Regions from separate parts of the Rattus norvegicus genome. Here regions 2 and 3 are each linked to region 1. Evidence: chromatin contacts called from public Hi-C data. All regions are on one chromosome and are shown on one strand. The core of a region is the stretch at or near the end of the contact, and the rest is flanking DNA. Distances in the headings are between cores, read along the strand shown.

Region 1 (2,687 bases), core at 107-2,606:
CCTCTCCTATCGCCCCTTTCCCCTGGCAACTTCCCTGGTTCTTGGGACCAGTGAACTCCCCTGCCAGAGAGCAGTTTCCCAATAACCCGGCCTTTAATATAATCTAGTGTGGCTTGAACTGGTTCATTTCACCAGTAGAGAAATTACCTGTCAGTTTTGTTTTTACAGAGAGCATGAATCACAGACAGGAATAATTCCTACTCCAGGGCAAACTAAAGGACAGACACTTCCAAGTAATACTAACATTGTTAGTTGTGATTTTGGTGAAAGTTGTCAGAATTAAGAGTCACTTGGAGAAACTACTTAACCACAGTGACCCATGCTCATTTTCAAATGGAGCATTTTAACATTGCGATTTAATCCTAAACTCACTGTGCTCAGGTATGCTTGTGAGAACTAAGAGAGTTAAATATAAATGTGCCTGGTGACCCTCTCCTGTCCCATTTCATTGTCAAACTTATTGGCTTACAATATTAGTAAGGAGCAGGTCGGGGTGAATGCTCTGAGTTAATACAGGAGGAAATGCCTTCAGACTTGGTTCAGGGTTTGTGACAGTTGGAAGTGCATGTCACCAAGCATGCAAATGCTCAAAAAACGGATTCTGTTAACGACTTGGTCGTTTGTCTACAGAGCATTAAAACAATGTTTTCGTACGGCCCAAAGTAAATGAAGTGATCTTGAAGATGGAGCTTGGGAATACCAGCCATTTAGGGGAAGGGTTAGCCATGGTCTGTCATTGGCTTTAGTGCAGAGGCACATTGCATATCAAAGGGTCAGTGGCTACATTCAATTGAAGTTTTTCAATCTGTCTCTTGCACTAGATTCTCATACGGTTCAATATTCCCCAAATAATTAATAAAGGCAAATCTGAAAGAGTGCTTGGGGGTGGGGTGGGGTGGGGTGGGGGGAGCAAATTAAAAGTCTTAAGAAGGAGTCAGAGAGGGGGTTGGGGATTTAGCTCAGTGGTAGAGTGCTTGCCTAGCAAGCGCAAGGCCCTGGGTTCGGTCCCCAGCTCCGAAAAAAAAAAAAAAAAAAAGGAGTCAGAGAAGCTTGGAGTAACCCGGCAGGAGAGAATGTCATCTTTCAGTGCGGCAGGGCTCACCGCAACGGAAGGGCTCCAGCAACACGTCCGCGCGTGCGCACATGCGCCGCAACACCGCGGCTCCCGGAGACCGCTTCAGGTCCAGCGCCAGCGAGCGCTTGCCTCGGGCCAGGTGACTGGGGTGGTTCACGGAGCCCAGTCTGTCCACGAGCACCACCTCGGCGCCGAAGTCCGCCAGGATCATCCCGCAGAACGGCCCTGGGGCCAGGCCTGCCAGCTCCAGAACCCTGACGCCACGCAGCGCCATGGCCAACCCTACGGTGACATCTGAGCGGCCCGGCGCGGGACCGCAGTTTATTGTACACACCCCGCCGCCCGCCCTCTGCCCGCCCTCTGTCCATCCTCCACCCACTCTCCTCCCCACACCGCCGCCCCCTTCATGCGCCTGCGCACCACCTCCCCGGAGGCTGCGCACTTGCTCACTTCCTGCCCACCCTAGGTTTAGCTGCTGACCTTTGGTCTCCGGTTTAGGTCGTGAATTGCATCCTGGACCTTGACAACCCCGTGTTGTGCGGGTCCTCTTCTGACACTCTCACTGCGCGGCCTGAATCCTTACTCTCACCCCGCACTACGTGACTAAAGGTACCCAAGCACCTCACTACTTAGACCAAAGTAAGGAGGCAAGGACGTTTGCTGAGCTGTGGTAGTCCACTGGGTGTCTCCCTCGCAGCCCTGAAAACTAGTTTCCACCCTGCAACACTTTGAAACCTGTCCTAGATCCCCTTCGTTTTAAGAGAAAGGGCCAAGGGTGTGTAGATCAGTTGCTAAGTTCGTGCATGGAGGCCAGCAGCACTTAAAACACCGGTGGTATGCACGCGTATAATCCCAGCATTTAGAAGAGTCTGAAATATCAGAATATTAATCTTGGGTTAAATGAGAGAACTTTAGAAACTAATTTGGTTTGTCAGCTGTCAGTTTTATGGACAATTACAATTTTTGAGTTAGAAACCTTTTTCAGCCTTTAAAGTACAACAAAATAATCACAAATACCCATCCACATTTACAGGTCTTTTTTTCTTTAACTTCTCAGTAATGGGTGGAGCTTGTGTATAGGTGGCCAGACGCAGTTTTTAAAAGCTCTAGGAAACTGAACAGAGGTAGGTGTGAATGCTAGGAATCTCCCGCACCAACTATTAACAAGTGGGGCAGATAATAAAAGCAAAGGCGGAATGCTACATAGTTGTAGCCAAAACACTTTTAACCAGCTACTGAGTTTTAAGACACTTCAGGGTCAAGCGGTCTGTGTGCTCTCTCTGAATGAGGTGCCTCCTGCTAGAGGTAGACAACTTCCACGTGGTCCCTAATGCTCTCTGAGTGTCCGATGCTTCTCAAGTGGCTACCCTTGCTCAAGCCTCATTCTATCCAATTCTTAGGAAAAAGAAAATGGCACGGAATGGTACGGCTGACTTCCACATAGAGACATTAACATTTTATCAGTTGCTTCCTTTCTATTTTTCTGAAACAAAACAAAACAAAACAATGGGACAGATGTGATTTGAGCTTACATACAGGATCATAGTCACAGGACTCACAGGTCCTAGCCAGCATCATGCTTTACAAACCGTCTCAGAGCACCGAGTTACCC
Region 2 (2,687 bases), core at 118-2,617, 480 kb after region 1:
ATTTCTTTTGAAAACAGAAACCATGTTTTATTTATTCCTACATAATTGTGAGTTGATACTATACTCAAGCGTTCAAAAACATGAATTGAACATTGAGCTCCGACCTGACTCATACAAATACTACATAAGAATAGATTATAGCTGTGGGTGATGGTGGGGCTTTGATGCCAGTACTTCAATACAAGGCAGAAGCAGGCTGATCTCCAAGAACTTGAAGTCGATCTAGTCTACAAAAGCAAGTTCCAGGTAACCAGGGCCATATGTTAGACTGCCTCGGGGGGAAAAATGCTATTACAGCCAGTAAGAGGAAAAACTAAAACATGCATTTCAATAATTATATTGTAAAGAGTAAACATTCTCGGTTGTTATCCTAACTAAATAAGACTATTGAAAATTAAGTCTGGTGCCACTTATGTCAAATAGGAAAGATAAAGTGTCTATAAAAGGTAAATGGTGATGAGTGTCTCATTAATAAACTGTCACTAGTAATCGTTCATCTGTGTGAGACAAGATGGGGAAAGTATTTGTTGGCAGGAAAGAAAAAAGTAGGCATTTTGTTCTCTAACTTGAGTTTTATGGAATAAGTCCTTCAAGTTAAACTCGTTAGGGAATGCTTAAAAATGTCTCCACTCCCCCATACCTGAATAAAGGCATTGGCTTGCACACACTTTGCATTTTCCACGGTAACCTTGATTCCATTTTTAGTAGCAAAACACGTGGCGTGTTCTTTGAAGTGAATGGCTTTCAAGACAGTGGAGAGATTCCTAACGTTGTCAAGGCTGGCCACTAAGCAGTACTGTTCGTACTCATCCTCATTGTACTGGGTTAGGAGAGGCATGGGTGGACCACTGTACGTTCAGCTCAGAGAGAAGGATGCTCCTCTTCCGGAAGATCTCCGAAAACCTGAGACACGGAACAACAAACCCCGCGATCAGTGCTAACAGGACTGGCGATCTCAACCCGAGCCGAAATCGGGAACATTCTATCTCCATGTCTCAAAACTACGGTTTCCTTGTCTGATACAGCCGGAAAATGCAATTCACTGGGTAGTTCTAATTGGCGCGGGTTCCTACAGGGTAACAAGAGCACGAGGCCTGCTTAGCCCCTCTGAGCGCCACCAACCTTAGCCCGCCACAGACACCTTAGACCGCGGCGCCGACCGTCACCCAGCTCACCAGCCCGCTCGCCGCACAGCGGCCACTAAGGGGAGCCCCGGGCGCCAGGCCCCTGCCTTTGAGGTGACGTCCGATCCCGTAAAGCCCTTGTCAGCCTAGCCCCAAGAAGAACACCCTGAGAATCCAGAAGCCAGCAAGCCTGGCAAACAGCTCCCGCCACTGTTCAGACCCGCAGCCAACCAGGCCACCGTCACCACCGAGCCGCCGGGTGCCTAGATAGTCTACCACAAGACCGGAAGAAAGCGTCTGAGAGCTGGATGACTAACTCAGGGCTCAGCGTGCACTACCATAGAGATCGGAAGAAGGAGCGAGCGGCGGAACCGGAAGTGTGGACAGCAACTAACGCGGCGAGGCAGGATGGCGGCGACTAAGAGAAAGCGGCGTGGGGACCTGGAGGTTCAAGCAAAGAAGCCAAAAAAGAACCGGAAAGATGCCGGGCAGCCAGCTAAGCAGGCCGATGTGGCAAAAGAGGCGGAGGAAGAAAAAGATCGTATTCCAGGTCCTGTTTGCAAGGTAAGAGGCCCGACTCCTGGAGTTGGAGTCGGCTTCCTGACCCGCCTTTGAGCTACCGAAGTGACTTCAACCAAAACTTGACTGGATTATGAGCTTAAGGTTCCCTTGACTGGACAGGACAGTGTTATGTCTAGTTTTCGTGCAGATGGCCGTATTCCTGGAAACCGCTGTTCGTAGACCCTTAGCCAACTAACAGGGAGGTAATTTAATGAGTATTTAGTTCTAATATTCTGCCTTCCGGTTACTGGTCCCCCGCCTCCCCAGAGTAATGTTTTTTCTTTTTCTTTTTTTCCTCAAAGTCTTTATGGTGTATCAATAAATTCCTTCCATCTTGGTCCATATCACACGGGGTTACCAAAGTTTGTTTGCCAAGCCTTTAAAGTTACTGTCCCTGTGAGTCCAACTTGTTTGGTTAGATCTTTAATTCAAAGGATAATAGTATTTTTTTTTTTTTTTTCGGAGCTGGGGACTGAACCCAGGGCCTTGCGCTTGCTAGGCAAGCTCTCTACCACTGAGCTAAATCCTCAACCCCGGGATAATAATATTATCAATAATAATAAACTTAGACCATTAATTTTACTGTGCTCAACAGTGCGTCACACTTATACCAAGATGAGCTTTCCTGGCCTTGGCATCTAGGAGACGATGAACAAGATTTCTTTCCTCCAGAAATACTGGAGTTTAGCAGGAAAGAAGGCTTCATAGAAAACTGGGTTTATTCTAAAGGCGAGCAGGTTCTTGTTAGAGTTACTTTCCGTCACCTGAAAACTCCTTAAGCAAGGTATATTTATGGAGGAAATCTTGCCTCAGACTTTTCTGACCTTTGTGCTTAGTGTAGTACTCTAGTACTAAGTAAAAAGTAAATGTGAAAGGCCAGTGTATATTGTACCCCAGTTTTAATTAACAGCTAAATCTCATACCCTTGTCTGAAAGGATAAAAGTGACTTTTTCGAAAAATAAGCTGGACTCATAAGGTTTTCAATAAAAGTCAGTGCTCTC
Region 3 (2,687 bases), core at 141-2,640, 260 kb after region 1:
GTGTGGTTTTTAGTTCCACACCACATGTATAAGAGTGTGCATCTTGCTTTGAATTGGCTCCCCACTCCCACTCCCCCGGGGGAATCTTTTTGATGTATGGTGCTTAGAAAGCAAAGGCTATTGAGCTAAAGATGAAGCTTTTGTTTTCTAGTTGGCAAGTTTGCTTGTGAAAGCTAAGGCAAGGTGTTCTCTTGGGGAAAGGAGCGAAGGAGTGGGATAAAACACACGCGATCTGATGCTAACACACACAAAGATACTGTACACTGGTTGGTGTTAAGGTGACTCTCACTTCTGTTGGAATTGGCTGTTTTTCCTCCTTACTTCCTTCAGTGGACTTACAGTCGATCCTAGCAAAAATCGCTAGAAACCTCTCTGTGCGAAAGACACACCACCAACCAGGAGTCCCGTGGAGCTTTGGTGAGTTAAACTTTCTACGACCTAGCTGGCTAGTGGAACTAAAAAGCCTACTTAAATCAGGGGAATAGTGGAGAGATTTCAAATCCTCAGAATTAATGGAGAAGTCGATTCGGTTCAGAAGTCCGGTCCTGGTGGTCTGGGGGAGGGAAGCTTCACCGGATCTCAGGACTTCCAACTCAAGGCACCCTGCTGAGGGCGCTCCGACTCCCGTCTAGCCTGTCCCTGCAGGCTGCAGATAGTCTCCCAACTCCCGAGCAGAGCACAAGTAAGTTTTGTCTCACCACCTGAGGAGTGTTAAGAAACAGTCGCTCCAACCAACTGGTTCAGCCCAGAAAATGTGAGTACATTCTGGTTTACTTTCTTTTCGTTCACAACGAAAATGGAACCGATTCCTGTTTGGTTCAGAGCGGGCTTTGGGTCAATGACTCTGCTTTTCCCAAGACTACAGATAACTTTGGAAATGGACCAGAAACAATACTTTCTCGGGTCCTTATCCCTACCCCAGCAGTGGAACCCGCATACCGTGGATCCCACTAACTTCAAGTTAAGGTGTGAGACAGACCCACGGAGAAGGATTCCCGCGTTCCACAGAAATCAAAAGCGAGCGTGGACGTCCTGGAGGCGCCGCGAGCCGAGGCGTGGGCGGTCGGGGAGCACCTCCTGCAGGTCCCGGGAGCTGCTCCGGGGCCAGGTCACCTGACTCCGGGAATTTGGGGCCGCGCGGGGTGGGAGTGGCCAGCACCTCCCTCCTTGAGCCCACGGGATCCAGGTCGGGGGCCGGCGCCCGGCGGCCACGTGGTGGTGCTGCCGTTGCCCCCGCCCTGCCGGCGGAGCCCGGGAGCTGAGCGCCCACTGACCCAGCCTCGGGAGGAGGAGGAGAGGGAGGAGGAGGAGAAGGAGGAGGAGGAGGAGGAAGAGGAGGAGGAGGGACCCAGTGCAGGAAGCCGAGCAGGAAGCGAGCCCGGCAGCCGCGCTTTCCTGGGGAAGCGGCGGGCGGGACGGCCAGCCGGGCCCGGAGCTGAGGCAGCCGCTTGGATGGGGTGAGTGACCGCGCGGAGCCGGGAGGCTGGGGTGCGGGCTCTGGGCTCGGTCCCCGCCTTTGTGTCTGGGACTGCGCCGAGCTCCGGGCGCCGGGAGGAGCGCGGGGCTGGAGTTATGGTCTGGACACAGCTTTGGCCGCCCACTGTCCACGGAAGACAGTTGGGGGTTGGGGAGAGGAGGAATGGGAGGATGGTGGGGCTCTGGCAGAAAGAGAGGTCCGACTTAGTTTGGAAAAGGGGCTCGCCTCCTCTGGCGGTCTGGTGCGGGGCAGTGGCGCGGGGCGTCTGCCGAGGGAGCGCGGGTGGGAATGAATGACCGGATTCGGGAGAACGATGTGTCTGCGCCCCCGGGACAGCCTGTCCCACCTGCGTGCCCTGCCCGGGGTCCGGTACCCCAGTCCTTGCTCCCTGGCTCGACCCACCTCTTGGCTGAACTTGGAAAAGCAGAAGACGGAGGTGGGAGCGGGAGACGCCGGGTGGCTCTAGAGACCCACAGTCCGCTATTGTTCCTTTACGGACTCAAGGGAGCGGGTGAGCTGTCCGGAGGACGCAGGCGAGACCGCCCTAAGCTGTCACAGCCCCCTGTCCCCCACCCTCCTTGTTATTTCCCCCCACCACAGCTCTTAGGAGGGCGGGGAGGAGGATGCTGGAGTTGGGGCACACTCCAAGCTGCTGGGCTTCGGTCGCCATCCATCGAGACCCTCTGGGAGGGCAGGCGGGCATCGTTCTTTCAACTCCTGCTGTCTTGGGCCAGTTTGTGTCCCCAGTTTAGGTTCTGCAGTTTCCAGCGGTTTTTCATTTTGGATTTCGCATCTCCTTCGGTGGTGGTGGTGGCAGTGGGGTGTTAAGTCTGGAAAGGCAACAGATGGGGAGATTAAAGCAGATGGAGCCCACTGTGACTTAAAGAGGCAGGGGTGACCTCACAGAGGCCTGGACTTTATATAAAGCCAGGCTTTCTTTTCCAAGGAGCCCGGCACTGCTTTACTGCCGTTACCAAGTATGCAGATGCCAGGCCACTCACTTCTTACCTGCTGTCTCCCTTCACTCTGGACTCACAGGTAATTTGAGTGTTAGCCGCTTTAGGAGGGATAGCGCGGATCTGCCTGGGACTAGCGGATTGCCCATTGTCTTGGGTTTGAGATCTCAAGGTTGTGAAGGCTGCCTTAGACAGGAACTAGTTTGGTCCCTTAGAGGATCTAGCGTTAGCTCTTTCATCTCCTCTGGGTTTGA

What was found. A called contact is a pair of places that touch in the nucleus more often than the background predicts.
Region 2: a Hi-C map of mammary epithelial cells shows a contact between it and region 1, with 3 times the contacts expected there. The contact joins the promoter of Rad1 here to the promoter of Amacr in region 1. A contact is called at or near these places in 6 of 12 Hi-C or Micro-C datasets (the A7r5 cell line, the Rat2 cell line, Schwann cells and 3 more).
Region 3: a contact with region 1 is called in a Hi-C map of the A7r5 cell line, with 7 times the contacts expected there. The contact joins the promoter of Rai14 here to the promoter of Amacr in region 1. A contact is called at or near these places in 3 of 12 Hi-C or Micro-C datasets (the A7r5 cell line, Schwann cells and mammary epithelial cells).

Annotation. Positions count from the first base shown.
Region 1 is chr2:61,672,004-61,674,690 of GRCr8, reverse strand. Amacr (alpha-methylacyl-CoA racemase) reads right to left here and starts at 1,356. Exons shown (of 5, transcript NM_012816.2): 1 at 1,103-1,356. The coding sequence starts at 1,349.
Region 2 is chr2:61,187,489-61,190,175 of GRCr8, reverse strand. It overlaps Rad1 (RAD1 checkpoint DNA exonuclease), which reads right to left and starts at 1,367. Exons shown (of 6, transcript NM_001106419.1): 1 at 1,123-1,367; 2 at 641-903. The coding sequence starts at 838. Brix1 (biogenesis of ribosomes BRX1) reads left to right here and starts at 1,529. Exons shown (of 10, transcript NM_001029915.1): 1 at 1,529-1,688. The coding sequence starts at 1,533.
Region 3 is chr2:61,407,756-61,410,442 of GRCr8, reverse strand. It overlaps Rai14 (retinoic acid induced 14), which reads left to right and starts at 1,390. Exons shown (of 18, transcript NM_001399209.1): 1 at 1,390-1,457.